Regions from separate parts of the Salmo salar genome. Here region 2 is linked to region 1. Evidence: chromatin contacts called from public Hi-C data. All regions are on one chromosome and are shown on one strand. The core of a region is the stretch at or near the end of the contact, and the rest is flanking DNA. Distances in the headings are between cores, read along the strand shown.

Region 1 (5,560 bases), core at 929-3,428:
TTATATTAAGCAAAGCAGATGGTACTATTTTCTTGTATTTAAAATGTACAGATAGCCAGGGGTACACTCCAACACTCAGACATCAATTTCACAAAAGATGAATTTGTGTTTAGTGAGTCTGCCAGATCAGAGGCAGTAGGGATGACCATGTGTTCTCTTGATAAGTGCATCATGTAACGAGTACTTTTGGGTGTTAAGGAAAATATATGGAGTAAAAAGTACATTATTGTCTTTAGGAATGTAGTGAAGTAAAAGTGAAAGTAGTCTAAAATATAAATAGTAAAGTACAGATAACCCCAAAAAACTACTTAAGTAGTACTTTAAAGTAGTTTTACTTTTAAGTACTTTACACCACTGTATGCAAGTGACATTGGTTAACGCATTGATTAACCATGTATGCTACGTTTCGTACCATCAATTCCAATCATGCCATCACCATCGGCATCACCAGCCTTGAGGAAAGCCTTTGTCTCTGCATCGGTAAGTTCCCTGGCCTTGGGGCAAAAGTTCTGAAGGAACAGCCTGGAGAAAGAGACACACATATTAGTTTAGTTTCATTTGAATGTATGCAGGCCAATGCACCGATGCACACTGACTTTTAGAATGCATGCGCACCGATACAATTGAATAAAGTGGACAGTCTCCTGCATTGATTTCATAAATTGTCTGTTAATTGTACTGTAATGGTGCATGGCTCTTACTTCAGCTCCTCCACCTCAATAAAGCCACTTGCATCCTGGTCAATGACCTTGAAAGCCTTCTTGACGTCGTCGGCGGACTTCGAGGCAAAGCCAATCGTGTGGAAGAAGGTCTTGAAGTTGAAGGTGTCGGCGGCTGTAACGCAAATATGAAGGATATATGTCTACTGTGTAACCTGCAAGTAACACACAATGCAACTACAGCCTAGAGAGGTAATCGTGTGTTCATATTGCTAATTTCACATTTATCATACAACATAATTGGGTTGAAATGGCTTTTTAGGTGGAGGGGGAAGTAAACAAACTAGGGCATACCTTTGCACGCTTCCAATGCGGTTTTGATGTCAGCCTCCTTGCACAGATGGGCACAGGCCATTTTGAGCTGAATGTTGAAAAAAGGGAGAAATTGTTACTTTAATACAACTTTGATTTAGCATGTCAACGTTCGGTATTGAGCATTGCATTTAATCTACAACATGTTTTGAGAGGTTATTACCAGGTAACTATTATTATATTGTGCAATACCAGTGCACAAAAATAATGATAAAAAATATGAACAAATCACCAAACACTCAGACTTTCTACCAAACAAAATTTCAGCACAACTCAACCCATCTTATTTCATTTAAAATAGATAATCCACTTCATCACGCAGGATGTCAAACAAATATTTCAAACCGACCCGCCACTGTTTACCAGCATTTGGCTGGTGGTCTTTAAGTAATAGCAGAGCCCCTTTCACCATCCGTGTGATTATAACGCAATGAGATCAAATCAAATGTGTCAAGCTGCCCTCAAATGTGTCAGTCTCAACCACTGGGTGTAATTTGGGAATTCATATCAAATCCAATTGAAACATTTTTAGTGGTTCCCAAAAGGAAAGCCCTGATAGTTAAGGCAGCCCACTGCACATGTGGGTATTTGATAAAGATGTTGATGTTGCATTCCAAACGTTCCATCTGAGAAACTGATTTGCAATTGTCCAAATCCGTCCCGCTCCGGGGTGCGTCCAAATAAAGCCCAAAAATACAGAAACAAAATCTCAGCCTTTGGGTGTTTTGGATGACACAACGGCTTGCAGTCCCACGTAAATTGTAAAGTGCGCATATGATAAAATGTACAGAAAAAGCCTGGATGCTGCTGCAATTTTCTGGATCCTGGGTTCCTGTACTTCCTTCGCACCGCTCTGAAACTCACCTCTGACGTCTTTGATGAACGGTTGATAGAGAAGACTTCAGGCGACTGCAGCGAGTGATGTTCCCATCGATACTTCTGACCTTATATACTTTCACTCAACCGAAATTGGAGGCATAATGTAACCGACACCGGAGGGGGTGGGGGGATTGTCCACTGGCAAGAGATCCGATCTATTTTAAGTTTCATAAATGAAGATGCTTAAAAGGTGCGTTTGAAAAAAGTCCATAATATCCCCCATTGCTAAGAATATGTTCTGCTGAGTGATAGGGATGGAATCGACGGTTGCTAAAAAGATTCCGACCGTTTATATTGAGAGGTTCGTGTAGCCTATGGATATGCTACCAACGCGGTCATTGGTGAGGTTTCTAAGGAGGGTTGTAGTCTTCATGTAATATGCTGGACTTGAGAGGTCTGTTTAAAACGATTTTGTGATACTCTGAATGTCTTTGAAAGAGTTTCCAGTCATTCATTGCATTAAGGTGAAGTATTGGATGTGCGTAAACCGTGTTGTTTTAGAGAAAATATTATGCTTTTATGATTTAATATTTTCATATTATAAGATATGAGGCTACACTAAACTTTTAATATTTTACATGAGAGCAATTTACTTGCAATATTATTAAGATTGCCTAAGATTTTATCATGCAATGTCTCGTGAAAGCAAATTTACCCATGATCCCAATAATCTTGCACATTCATTGGTGTATCCCGGACTAAATCTGCATAGCCAAAAAGTACCTGCCGCTTCTGTAAACCTACAAAGGTAATGCGATCATGTGGCGTAGCCTACAGTACATTGTACTATACTTCATGTCTAGCCTATACTGCACGCTCAAGTCCTTTGCATTTGTATCTTTTTGTTACCCTTTATATCGCTCAGAGTACTTGGAAAATAAAGGAAAATATGACCCAAAACAAACGTCGAGATACTGTTTATTACTTTCACATGGATTGGCTATTGGATAGAAAACAATGCACCATTCCACCATAATGTTTAACTGTTCATTACGCAATTTTACAGCAAATGTATGTTACAGTTTATAGCGAACATTATATTTTTTCTGCAGGTGGCATCACTGTCCTATCTCTGACTGGAGGTGGGGGCGGGGATAAACCTTCACGACACCTATTTTTCTGTCTGGAAAATGAATTGATTGCGGCACGCTTATGTCGCAAAAGTGTTGAGTGTTGAATTACGGATACATTTCTTAGTTGGGTAGTTACTATGTTGCACCAATGGGGTCAGTGATACACTGATTGGCTCAACACAGTCTGTGTACATGTTTTGACTGTTAAATGAGAGGATATGGAATTCATTATCTCAGATAAGCTATAATAGGACAATTGTAAGTTAGCTACTGTAAATTATTTACTGTAAGTAACTTTTAAGTATATGTAAAATAAACAACATACAAATAAATTGCAAGATGTGCCACAAATTTTCACAAATTATGCAGATAAACACAGTCTGACATGACTGAAAATACCACCATCTCCTTAAGTATTTATAAGGGAACCCCACACACTGGTTACACTGTATTTAACATGTATTTAAAATGTCCCCCTGATTCAACATAATGACACAAGGCTATTCTTGGCCATTCTGTTGCAGTGTCAGTTTTCTCCAGCACTTTGTCCTGTTCACCAAAGTGGAAGTGCCATCCAGAGAGGGAGAATCCATGAGGGGGCAGCAGGCTGGCAGACCTGCAAGGCTCTATTAGAGTAATGTGAAATATATCCTCTGCAAATCCCTTAGGAAGTATACCAGTGATGCCCAAGGACTTCCCCCACACTAGAAGCATGCCAGGACCTGGTCCAAATCCTACAGGACTCCCCTCTCCGATCTGGGCATTATTAAAACAGGTGCACGTGTCTCTCTCTCTCTCTCTCTTTCGCTCTCTCTTTCTCCCCTCATAACCCCTCACACTAGCAATGACCTCATAGATAAACACACAGGATACATTTGAAATCTCCTCAAATGTTCCCCTATAGCCTGAGTCCCAGATCTGTTTGTGCTGTCTTAGTGTGATAGTGACATAGGAGTTCACAAGACAGCACATACAGTATAGATCTCGAACTCAGCCTTATTTCTCCCCACATTGGTTTCCAAAGCATCGAGAGTCTAAGCTGAAAAGACAATGTTTACACCAAAATAGTATTTATTACTGGGTTTTCACTATTTTTTCGAAAGTGTAGATATGATTGTACAATTTGCACAAGCCATTTTCAGATCATTATAACACATCCAAATAACATTAACAATACACTACAAGGACATTGTGCTCCATGTTGAGAAATATAGTCCGCAGGCAGTTGATAAATAAAAATATGAATTTAGCTGAAAGTTAATGATTCTTGCTAGGAGTTCTGGTTCTGTGAAAAGCGGTTGATCTTGGTCAATGGACAATTATGCCTTTACAAGGGCAAGAAACGCTGTGAAAAGTGGATAGAGTAAAATTATCATTAGTATTGTGCAAAATATGCTCAACCAAGAATATTGACCTTATTGTTCATGTTTGAATAATACGATGCAGTCAACAAATCAGAAAATCAGTGTCCACCTGCTGTAGTAGCACTGAAAAAAAGACAAAAACCTCTTGCTCTTATAAACACAAGGCAGTCAATGTAGCAAATCTCCTCTAGTGTTGTTTTTCCTTGTTAATGTCATGTGGTCAGGAAAGACTCTGGGTCCCAGCTACATGTCCAATTTATTTGTTACCAGTACACCAACATATCATCCCTGCAGTGTCCCTCAACCATGATGAGCTGGGTTAAAGTTCTCTTACCGTCAACTCCAATCTTGCCATCACCATCCTCGTCCCCAGCTACCAGGAAACCCTTGGTCGCTTTTTCTGTGAATGCTCTGGCACCGGCAGAGAAGTTCTACAGGAACAGCCTGAGAGAGAGAGAGATGATGGAGGGAGGGAGGGATGTTGGTTTAGTGTAGCTTATAAAACTTTGGCTAGTCAGACCATTATTACTGTTCCAGCTGGCTGATTGTTACTTACTGTAATGCATTGCACAGAGAATTTTCAACCAACATTTTCTTAGTGATACTTCCTCAATCCCCGACCATGAAGACAACACGTCTTTTAAACTTCCATGTCTAGTTGCAGGTGGTTCGTTTGAATTTAGAAAATGCTCCATTATTAAACTAAATCCTTTTTTTGCTCCATAAAGTAATCCAACAATGTGTAAGACACCACCTTTTTCAAATGTTCTCTCAGGTGCCGCATGTCATGAGCGCAACTCGGAAATCAAGCGTTGCGTTGAATGACACTCACCTGTCTTGATCAATGAGAAGATTTGAAATAGACAAGATTGCGGCACACACATTGTTGAATTACTTCATGGAGAAAAAGGTGAAACGTTTTATTTTAAAAACGTATCCAAACATCTGGGACGCGTACAGAGTCATTCCCCACCCCCACTTCACCCAATCAGATCATGTCTCCCTGATTCTACTCCCTGCATACAAAAACCTACTGAAGAAGAAGCCACCAACAGAGAGAATGGTGAGACAAAGGATGGACGGAGCAGACTCAATACTCCAGGAGAGTTTTGAAAACACAAACTGGAATTACAATGTGACAGACAACGCAAGTGGCAAGGACTACAGGCTATTACAGACGACAAAGGCAAAGCCAGCTGTGTGATTCCCACTA
Region 2 (5,402 bases), core at 174-2,673, 64 kb after region 1:
CTTACAGGTGAGCTACTGGCATGTCTGCTGGGAGAGGCTGAAAAGGGGCATTTTGGCCATTTATTATATTGTCATGGCAATATCAGGGTCATTTTCAGGTTTTCAGGACAATTTTTCCAAAGACCCAGTTCCAACAATAGGCTAAATGGAACACACCAGATTAATTTAGAAAATGCGTTATGGCAAGAATCTAAATAACAGATCTTTCAGTACTTGAATAAAGTAACTAAGGTATTATAATGACAGCTACACCTCACTTCTCCTAGTGGAGCAGCACCCTCTGCCTTCTAACTTGGACACTGCAGAGTGTTCTTATTTCACTAGTCTTTAGTAACAGAATGGGACTGGAAGAGGGCTGTAGTCCTCCAGTATTCACATCAGTGATCTAGACTACAGTAGATTGTCTTAACCGGTGTTTCTCTTCATAGAGTTCTGGTGCACCCTAACATTCTACAGTGTCTGGGCCAGTGTGTGGAGGCTATCCCCTTCCTGCTGGTCTTTGAGTACTGCGAGCTGGTGAGTGTCCTCATTTACTGTGCAACCCAGAGTTTACTATCATTTATGATCGTATGAGTCAATATACAGTACCTATTATAGTTTATCAGTGAACCCTTTTAAAAGTCAAAACATCAGAACATGTTTTGGATGGATCCCACAGCTGCCACCAAATGATATGTCAACATGCCGGGCATTTTTCCGAACTCATGATCAGAGTGGAAGGGAGTAATTAGACCATCCTGTCGGTCTGACTGTGGTAAGCTCTGCTTGTGGGCAGCTTAGACTCCAGTTCCAACGCCATCCAATAAGTAGACATCATTTAGTCTCCCAATCACCTGGCCTTACAAGCCCCCCCTCGTTTAGCCGTGCATCTTAAATTAGCTTGCCTATCCGTCTTGGGTTATTGGGGAGCCGCACTCCGTCAATGCTGTCCATCATGGCCTGATTTATCTAGTGTTTTTCTTGATCTATTCTGGGCCCTTCTTGCCCCTGTGCCTGCCCAGGACCAGAGAGCTGCATAGCAGCAGGTTTCATCAGGGACCCGTCTCAGCTCACATTCCCTCCCTCAACCAGCAAACAGGCTCCATTTACCCCACATCCTGCTGTGTTTGTGTGTTTTCTCTCCACACGGCAATATGTTGGTCCTAATAGTGCTTTTTGTGAACTCGTGCTGTGTGCGCGCGTCAAAGTTCAGTCTTGGTAGAATATAACATTACCCTGTTGATTAGTTCCTGCCTGTCTTTAAGGATTAGCTGGGAGTTTGAGGTATTTATTTCTGTGTTTCGGGGTGACAGGCTGGCTGTAAGTCAGGCATGTGGATGGTATGTTCTGATTCAGTTCGGCCAGAGCTCATTTTTCAGTGCATCTGAAATGCTGTTACCCGCAATGGCATCAGCCCTCGGTTTAGTGTGTGTTACGCGTGTGTAAGTGAGGCGTGGGAGGGTGCCTGTGTGTGTGTTTGATATAGTGTGTGTGTGTGTGTGTGTGTGTTTGATATAGTGTGTGTGTGTGTGTGTTTGATATAGTGTGTGTGTGTGTGTTTGATATAGTGTGTGTGTGTGTGTGTGTGTGTTTGATATAGTGTGTGTGTGTGTGTGTGTGTGTGTGTGTGTGTGTGTGTGTGTGTTTGATATAGTGTGTGTGTGTTTGTCTTGAATGTGTTTACTGTTGGGCTTCGTGTTTGTTTGCATAGATGGTTTTACTGTGTGTGTGTCAGCCTTTGTGTGTGTGTGTGTGTGTGCACACGTGGGAGCCCTCAAGTGACACTAACTCAGATCTAGCCTCTATAAATTAGACCCTAACCCAGATCTAGCCTCTATAAATTAGACCCTAACCCAGATCTAGCCTCTATAAATTAGACCCTAACCCAGATCTAGCCTCTATAAATTAGACCCTAACCCAGATCTAGCCTCTATAAATTAGACCCTAACCCAGATCTAGCCTCTATAAATTAGACTCTAACCCAGATCTAGCCTCTATAAATTAGACCCTAACCCAGATCTAGCCTCTATAAATTAGACCCTAACCCAGATCTAGCCTCTATAAATTAGACCCTAACCCAGATCTAGCCTCTATAAATTAGACCCTAACCCAGATCTAGCCTCTATAAATTAGACTCTAACCCAGATCTAGCCTCTATAAATTAGACCCTAACCCAGATCTAGCCTCTATAAATTAGACCCTAACCCAGATCTAGCCTCTATAAATTAGACCCTAACCCAGATCTAGCCTCTATAAATTAGACTCTAACCCAGATCTAGCCTCTATAAATTAGAACCTAACCCAGATCTAGCCTCTATAAATTAGACCCTAACCCAGATCTAGCCTCTATAAATTAGACTCTAACCCAGATCTAGCCTCTATAAATTAGACCCTAACCCAGATCTAGCCTCTAAAGGGAGGAGGGATTCCCCCCATATCTCTGACAGAGCGCTCTCTCTCTGCCTGGTACTGTGCCTTGTGACTGACTGGCCGCTACTATAGCAGAGGCCTCTAACTGGTTGTAGGAAGGGGCTTTCTTAATCGACATCCAGAGGACGGAGATGGGGTTGGGCTAATGACTTAATGTTATTGTGGTCGTTAAACAACTTCAGGCTGGAGAGGAGGGTGTGAGTGGACGTTGTAACTGAGCGGGTCATCTTGGCCGGAGGTGTTAACTTGATGAGGTAGGTCAGCTCTGATGTCTCTGCAACAGTTGTTGCATCTGGTCTATGGAGGAGCTTTGAGGACTTCTTATTTTGTCACTCACCATCCGGAAGGTATGGGTGGGGTGTTTGGCACCTTTTTTATTAAATTATTTAGGTGTCATGATATTTGTATGGAAAAAGTAAAGTAAAAAAAAATATTAAACTCAAATATCAAAGATTGTGGTCAAAATGATTTACACACATTTCAATACCTCACCTTGCTAGCATAATGGCACTGAGCATTTTTCTAAAATGTTTTATGAGTTGGAGAAGACATTGGCAGGGATCTTAGACCATTCCTCCCTACAGAATCTTTCCAGATCCTTGATATCCTTTATCGAACCATAAGTTTTATAGTAGTTTCAAGTCTGGAGACTGAGATGGCCATTGCAAAATGTTGATTTTGTTGCCAGTTAACAATTTCTTTGTGTATTTTAATGTGTGCTTGGGGTTATTGTGTTGCTGAGAGATCCACTTGCAGCCAAGTTTCAGCCTCCTGACAGAGGCAACCAGATTTTGGGCAAAAATATTCTGGTACTGGGTAGTGTTCATTATGCCGTTGACCTTAACAAGGGCCCCAGTGGAAGCAAAATAACCCCATTACATCAAAGATCCACCACCATATTTTACAGTAGGTATGGGGTTCTTTTCTGCTCATACATTCTCATTTCAACGCCAAACCCACCACTGGTGTGCGTGGCCAAAGAGCTCTATTTTCATGTCATCTGACCAAAGCACCAAACAATCCAAGTACCAATGCCATTTAGCAAACTCCAGGCGTTTACATTTGTTGGATGACATGAAAAGGGAGCTCTGGGGGGAAAAGTTGCGGAGGGGGTCCCCCCAGAGAATTTTTATATTGAAAGATAGAGGAGCTCAGTTCTGGGGACTTTCTACTGCAAATGAATGAAAAATTAAATAATGCTCATGCTGTCTAAAATATAATGAGCCTAATAACATACTGTTAAAATTATTTGTTTAATTATTTTTTTTTAACATATTGGACCATTGTGAATATAGCCTATGCATGGTCCATATTTTTAGGAACGCTATTAGCAATAAGCATCGTCACCTGTAGGCCAACTGAAAACAGCATAGTGGCTATAAATAGTCTGAATCTTGGGGTTGCTTATCTGCATTTATCCTATTGATCTAATCATTAGTTAGATCCCAAATGTGATCTTTTAATTAGTTAGTATCATATTGATGAATTTGATGTTCCAAAAACGTGCATAAACACTGAATATTATGTAGGCCTGCCTACCAGTTAGGGTAACTTGAGGTCATACGCCACATGGGATAAAACACCCCCTGCCTGCACTTCTTACAGAAGCCATGTCATGTCACCATTTACCCCCCAACGCTATCCCTGGTGGCCACTACTCTTGCTCAGCAAAAAATGTAATCGGTCTCATCAGAATTTAAGTCACTACAAAAAGAAAATATTCCGGTAGGGTGGTGTTTTACCCCAAGTTACTCTACAATTGACCTGTTACATTCTGCCCCACACTCCCCTATGCACTCACAGTGACTTGTGGCGTGCTAATGTTCTTAACCATGCCGCTGCTAAAACTCTGGGTTTACAATGCTGCAGTTCACACACATTTTGGAGATAAGAAATAAAGTAGGAATGGAAAGCTCTTTTTAACAAATGCCTTTAAAACTGCTGTTTTGCATTAAGAATTGGCTGCTTGTCCCTTCCTATAACACTGGCAACTTGAATGCACCCTGAAAGGAATATTTATCTCGCAAAAAACACAACAACAAACGGACTAAGGAAATATATCAAATATTCTACTGTGGGGCTGTCTGGTTTTTCTAGTCATTACTCATTGTTTTTGCAGAGGAAAAGTTAGTGTGGACTGTTATAGCATCTTCAAAGTGCGCCTTGGCAGAAAGATGCTATATTTTTTTAGTGTAGCGGCAATGACTTTGCAGTGCCGCAGCTAAATGGTTGCAGCGGAAACACTGCCTACTGTAAATTATGATGGTGGACGTTAATCTTATGGGGCAATTTTGCTTCCACTGGTCCTGGGGGTCCTTGTTAAGGTCAACACCCAACGGCATCATGAACTTTACCCAGTACCAGGATATTTTTGCCAAAAACCTGGTTGCCTCTGCCATGAGGCTGAAACTTGTCCGCAAGTGAATCTTCCAGCAAGACACTGCCCCCAAGCACAGCCTTTGGAGGAATGGTCTAAGATCCCTACCAATGTGTTGTCCAACTCTTAAAACATTTTAGAGAAAGGCCCATTGGCGTTATCCTCGCAAGGTGAGGTATTGAAAACGGGTCAAATTTATTGACACCCCTATCTTTTTGAGAGAAAAATTACTTGTTAAACTAAATATATTTTTCTGAGCAATTTATATTAGCATAAAATAATATAATTTCCCAATGTTTTGGAGCGAACAATATAGAATTTTAGTCATTTTGGCTCATCTTTATCAAGCGTGTCAATCATTTCATACCTCACTGTATCTCATGCAATGGATGCTATAAACAAGCACTTCTTCATTCAATTCTAAATGACTGACAAGCTCTCACAATTCCGTGAAAGACATTTGCACGGAAGGTATTCATTAATTTACTATACGATATTATAGTAAAACCCATAGGGACTTTTATGAGCCCTCATCAATTGGCACAGTTAATGCCCCACACCTCTGTACATGTAACAGTAAACTGCCCTGGATCAGCCATAACCCTTACTGACTCCA

What was found. Hi-C and Micro-C count contacts between places; a contact is called where the count stands out from the background.
Region 2: a contact with region 1 is called in a Hi-C map of muscle, with 2.8 times the contacts expected there. The contact joins the enhancer-like site here to the promoter of LOC106601823 in region 1. A contact is called at or near these places in 2 of 3 Hi-C or Micro-C datasets (gill and muscle).

Annotation. Positions count from the first base shown.
Region 1 is chrssa03:79,475,666-79,481,225 of Ssal_v3.1, forward strand. LOC106601823 (parvalbumin beta 1-like) reads right to left here and starts at 2,179. Exons shown (of 5, transcript XM_014194221.2): 1 at 1,896-2,179; 2 at 1,014-1,080; 3 at 702-834; 4 at 413-522. The coding sequence starts at 1,074.
Region 2 is chrssa03:79,540,223-79,545,624 of Ssal_v3.1, forward strand. LOC106601832 (serine/threonine-protein kinase LMTK2) reads left to right here. Exons shown (of 14, transcript XM_045715546.1): 5 at 1-7; 6 at 429-516. Among protein-coding and RNA genes, the nearest start is that of LOC106601830, 46 kb to the right of the region's middle. Within about 2 kb of position 1,424, at least 1 of the 13 cell types and tissues checked has an H3K27ac peak or open chromatin away from gene starts, as enhancers often do. A contact at or near this core is called in muscle, where this site is marked.